Regions from separate parts of the Mus musculus genome. Here region 1 is linked to region 2. The links are chromatin contacts, called in public HiChIP or PLAC-seq maps. All regions are on one chromosome and are shown on one strand. The core of a region is the stretch at or near the end of the contact, and the rest is flanking DNA. Distances in the headings are between cores, read along the strand shown.

The links. HiChIP or PLAC-seq counts read pairs in DNA pulled down with a chosen protein or histone mark.
Region 1: an H3K27ac HiChIP or PLAC-seq map of the HPC-7 cell line shows a contact between it and region 2, with 6 times the contacts expected there. The contact joins two enhancer-like sites. A contact is called at or near these places in 1 of 39 promoter capture datasets (the C10 cell line), 1 of 484 Hi-C or Micro-C datasets (the HPC-5 cell line), 5 of 115 datasets of contacts at active chromatin or transcription factors (the HPC-7 cell line, acute myeloid leukemia, bone marrow-derived macrophages and 1 more) and 1 of 9 other capture datasets (bone marrow-derived macrophages).

Annotation. Positions count from the first base shown.
Region 1 is chr9:70,841,170-70,843,869 of GRCm38.p6, forward strand. The region is part of intron 1 of Lipc (lipase, hepatic); the gene reads right to left. Among named protein-coding and RNA genes, the nearest start is that of Gm32017, 72 kb to the right of the region's middle. Within about 2 kb of position 1,397, at least 151 of the 459 cell types and tissues checked have an H3K27ac peak or open chromatin away from gene starts, as enhancers often do. A contact at or near this core is called in the HPC-7 cell line, where this site is marked.
Region 2 is chr9:70,731,943-70,734,642 of GRCm38.p6, forward strand. The region is part of intron 4 of Adam10 (a disintegrin and metallopeptidase domain 10); the gene reads left to right. Among named protein-coding and RNA genes, the nearest start is that of Adam10, 54 kb to the left of the region's middle. Within about 2 kb of position 1,444, at least 29 of the 459 cell types and tissues checked have an H3K27ac peak or open chromatin away from gene starts, as enhancers often do. A contact at or near this core is called in the HPC-7 cell line, where this site is marked.

The DNA of each region.
Region 1 (2,700 bases), core at 147-2,646, 110 kb after region 2:
CCTCACACAGACACTGTGTCCTGTGTCTGGCAGTGTCTGTGGTTCCTTTAAGTACAGCGCTATTTGTACTCACTGTGCACTTCCTGTCTGGACTGCCCTGGTCATCTAGCCTCTTAGAAAAATTCTGACTTAGCCAGAATCACCTGCAGGGCTGGAATCCACACCCACTTGGTTCCAGAGTCAACATTCATTTTTAAGGGGATAGAGCTTATTTATAGAAACATACAGGAAGGTATGACCATCCTAAATGTATAGCTCTGTGGATTTCTACCCATTCACAAGCCTCCTTCAGGATCGCGACAGAGGTCTCCATACCCAGAGGATGCCCTCAGTCGTCTCTAGCAATACCAGCACCCAAAACCACCACTTCCTCCTATCAATGGGAATGTGTTTCTTCTGTTCTTCAACTTTGTGTCAATAGAGTCACACAGTAGGTCTTTTGTGTCTGGCTGTTTTACCCAACACCTTGTGATGCTCATGTAAGATGTTGTATGTATACAGCCTGAACCTTGCCGCATTGGTGAGTCCTAGGCTGCCTTCCGGCACCAACACCTTCAGAGTGGCTAGGGTGGGGCGGTGGGTGCAGCAGTCATAGATGGAGCAGGCTGAGAGATGGGCTGAAAAGAGAGGGCTTTTTAGATCATGGCCTGGGCTTTACATTTCTTCCTTTCCTGCTGCTGAGTTCCCTGGGCCCAGACTGGTGGCAAAAAGACAAGTTCCTTTTCTGACTTTGTTCCTTTGTACAACAGAGCCAACCTCTTCACTGTGCTCTCTCAGATTCCTGGACAGCATTCTCTGGAATCAACCTTCCTATGCCTGGCAGTGAGGTTCCTTTAACGACTCACTTCCTGTCTGCTCTGCCCCATCATTAACCTCCAAATGAACTAGAATCATCTCCAGAACAGGAGCTCACACTCAAACCAGTTTCACCCAGATGGGGGCGTTTGTTTCTTCCTTACTATCCTGGTTGCTTTCATAGCATTATCTGAGGACTTAAAAATTAATATTATTATTTTGGAGACAGGGTTTTGAGTTTCTCAGTCTGGCTTCAAACTTGCTATATAGCAGAAGGTAACCATCAACTTCTAATCCTCCTGCATCTATCTACCTTAGAGTGTTGGATTACAGGTTTGCAAGAACACGCCCTATTTATACAGCGCTGGAGCTAGAGCCCAGTGCTTTGTTCATGCTAGGCAAGCACTCTACCCACTGAGCCACATGCCAGCTATTTCTGGAAGTACTTTTCAGTTGTTAAACACTTAGGGGTGGGGGCATGTGGAGTGCTATTTGCTTCTAGTGGGCAGAGGTCTGAGGTCATGCTAAGAACAGGCCTCCCCTTCCACTAAAGAGTGATGCAGCCTCGCATCTCAGTAACATTGTTGTTGGGAAACCCTGAGCATGAGTCATCATCAGGAAGTTGGTGTCTGTTTCTTTTCCTGATGCCAAAAGAGAAGAGGCAGGCATAATGAAGGTACTTTCATCCTGGAGTTAGAAGACCTGGGCTCAGGACTCACTTGCCACTAGCTAGTCATCTGACCTCATTTGAGTTATCCAGTCTCTGCAGGTCTGTTTCCTCCTCCTCCTCCTCCTCCTCCTCCTCCTCCTCCTCCTCCTCCTCCTCCTCCTCTTCTGTTGCTGGGCGCTGAGGTGCTTGTCACTAAGCCTGCAGGCTTCCTGTCCGGATCTCTTAGGGCTGCCTTCTATATCCTTATTTCATGAGATTTGACAGAAAACAGTGCCTGGGTGGACTGTGTGTAACGGCAGTGGAAGGATCCTTCCAGTCGCATTTCCACTTCCCTATGCGCTACTTCCAGGGTTATATCCTCACTCTTCCATCTGTGTGGGAAGGGAGCTCACCCACAAAGGGTGTTTCCTGAACTGTAGGCAGAGCTTCAAATACCCACAATTCCCATAGGCAGCAGTTTTTGACACTGGAACTTTTAGCCTTAAATTTAAATTCTTGTGAGACCTGTAAAAGGGTTTGCTGTGTGTGTGTGTGTGTGTGTGTGTGTGTGCCTAGTTACTTAAGAGGTTCAGGGCTTTATACCCTTCAAGGTGAGGCTATGGGAGGTTTTGATAAGACTAGACTAACAGAACATTGGTGAGCTTAGCATGCAGCGCTATGCAGTGTAGAGGACAGATCTCTGTAAGAACCAAGAGCCCTGCTGTGCCCAACAGGCAGAAAAGAAAGGGAAGAGAATTGGAGAGATGGCTCAGTGATTAAGAGCACTGGCTGCTTTTGCAGAAGACTGGGGTTTGGTTTCCAGTACCCACTTGGAAACTCACTACCTTAAACTGCAGTTTAAGGTGTCCAGTGCCCTCTTCTGGCTTCCATGGGCCCTGCATGCATGGGGTGAACATATATACGAAGGCAAACACTCATAAACATAACAGAATAATTGGGGAAGTTTGCTTAGTAAGTAATAAGAATGAGATGAGGCAGAAAGGCGATGGCTCAGTGGGCAAAGTGCTCGAGTGCCACACAAGCATTAGGACCTGAATTGGAGTCCCCAGGACCTAAGCACCATGGAACACATCTGTAACCCAGCACTGGGAGAGCAGAGAGACTCCTGAAGCTTGCTGGGTAGCCAGTCCAGCAGCATCAGTGAGCTCCTGGTTCAGTGAGCTCCAGGTTCAGTGAGAGGCCTTGTTTCAAAAGTTAAAGTGGAGAGCAGAGGAGGGAGACGCCTGAGATTTACC
Region 2 (2,700 bases), core at 194-2,693:
GCTGCTGATAGCTCATATAGGCAATATGATATACTCTGAACACTGACACATACTTGACTATTATATGAAGACTAGAAATCTACTCTAATATCAAGTATATGTAATTGCACTGTGTTACAGATAGATGTGTTTATGTGTATAAATGTATTAACTCAAATCTTTTATCAGTAAAGGAGGAAGTAAAATACCCAGGAGATATTATTTGTTAGATTATTTTAGAATTAATAATGAAATAACTAGCCTGCATCCATAACAATGTATTGGTGAAAACCAGTGCTGATCTTAATCTCAGATGACACAGTACCAAACGCTGAAATATCCCTAAAGATCAAAATCCTTAAAGTCTAAAATAGCAGAAATTTTAAATGATGCATAGTAATGTATAGTGGGTAGTTGTAATTGCTTTAGGAGGCTGAGATATGGGAGTCCAGTTCAAGAGTTTGAGGCTAGCATGTGCAATATGGCGAGGCCCTGCCACTCCTCTCTAAAACATCACCACTCTAAAAGACTAAAGTCCCAAATGTTGGTGTCCCAAAAGATGAAATCTCCAAAACAAAAATTCTCGTGTGTGTGTGTGTGTGTGTGTGTGTGTGTGTGTGTGTATAAAGTGAGCTATGTGTGAGGAACAGAAAGGCAGATTCTAGGTAAGGGATTAGTCTTGCCATATGGCAGCCCAAAGGTTTCATTTTAAAACTGTTCTCAGGTGTAATGGCTCATGCTTGTAATCCTAGAACTGGACAGGCTGAGGTGAGGGGGAATCATGAGTTTGAGGCCAGCCTGGATTACATAGTAAGTTTTAAATCAGCCTTAACTACATAGGGAGACCCTGCTTAAAACAACAAAACAAAACAAGGCTGTTTTTTGTCTTCATTTGCTTTTGTTTTAGCTGGTGAAATTTGAAAATAATTATTTGCAGAGTAGGATAAGAAGACTTTTGTTCTACAGTGTTGCATTTTGAATATTACATGTTATATATAATAGTATATTATATTATATGCAGTATATTATGTGCCAGTTTTGTGATTTGTATGAGTGTGTTTCAAATGGATTTCCCAGTACCAAAAAAAGAGTGTGTGGAGATGATTCAGTCGTCTTGCAGGCATGATGATCTCTGAGTGCATAACCAGCGTGCATGTAATAAACTAGAACAGACAACTTATGCAGGCTCCTTGCCAGCAGGTCCAGGCAAGAGGAGAGAGGTCCTGGTCTTACTGGGGTCTCTCTGGGGCTGAGCTAGATGGCGAGTGTCGATGGCCCAAAAGAAAACATACAGAGCCAGGAGTCCTGTAGAAGCAGGAACTCAACTTTATGGCACTGGCCTCTCGCTTATATAAGTTCAGAACATAGGGAGGGGAGTCTTGGTGGGTAAGATGATATAGGAGGCAGAGAAGTGTGACAGAGGATATGGAGTGATGGACAGGGCCAGTGGCAGAGCTCTACAACAGCAAGGGCGGGGCAGAGGCAGGGCCAAACAGGTCTTGCTGAGTCACCCCAATAAGTGGGGAGTGACTGAGACAGGTCTCAAAATTCAAGCCAGTCTCAGGTTTGTCCTCAAGGCCCAAACCAGAGCCTAAATGGGGCCCAACAAACTTACACCTGCATTACCAGCATTGGAGAGGTGAGACAGGAGGATCTCTGGAGTTTGCTAGATAGGTAGGCTAACTGAATCAGTGAATTCCAGGTTTAGCAGGAGACCCTGTCTCTAAAATAAAACAAACAAACATGGTGGTGTGGTGATGGTGGTGGTAGTGGTAGTGTCATCGTCTAGAGAGATGGCTTAGTGGTTAAGAACACTGGCTGCTTTTCCAGAGGACTTAGGCTCTATTCCAGTACCTACACAGTAGCTCACAACTGCCTATAACTTCAGTTCCAGGAGAGTCAGTACTTTTTTCTGGCCTCAACAGGCACCAGGCATGCAAGTGGCTCACAGACAAAAATATTCAGACAAAATGCCCACATACATTTAAACAGAAAGAAAGAAAGAAAGAAAGAAAGAAAGAAAGAAAGAAAGAAAGAAAGAAAGGAAGGAAGGAAGGAAGGAAGGAAGGAAGGAAAAAAGAAAGAAAGGAAAAAAGAAAAGAAAAGAAAAAAGAAAGGGCAGGCAGGGAAGGAAGGCAAGGAAGGAACAGAAAGAGGAAGGGAGGGAGGGAGGGAGGGAGGGAGGGAGGGAGAGAGAGAGAGAGAGAGAGAGAGAGAGAGAGAGAGAGAGAGAGAGAGGAGCAGGTGGATTGAAAAGACCCCCAATGTTGAACTCGTGTGGACATGCAAGCACATATACATACACCACATATATATATGTACCATTGCTGTTACCATGGAACAACACAGAATCATGGCATGACAGTAGGTGCAGAAATCTAGTAGTGAATGCTCATGTCTACATATATAGACTACATAGGGATTTCAAAAGGAGCAGCACCACATGACCTAAAAGACAAGCAAACAGCTGTTCATTCCTATACAGTACTTCAACATAAAGCTGATGCTGTAAAAGTCAGCCAGCTCTCATATGCTTCTTCTGTACAGTTGCTAGTCTTTCTCTGTAGTGTACTTTTTCATATGCGGAACTTTGAGTATTTTTCATTTTCGTTTTTTCACTGTTTAAAATTTAACATTATTTTCTGTAATTTGCTATGCTATTTATTTTATCCCTTATTATTTATAATACTGAAAGTAAATAGTAGTTTGGACTAGGTTCAG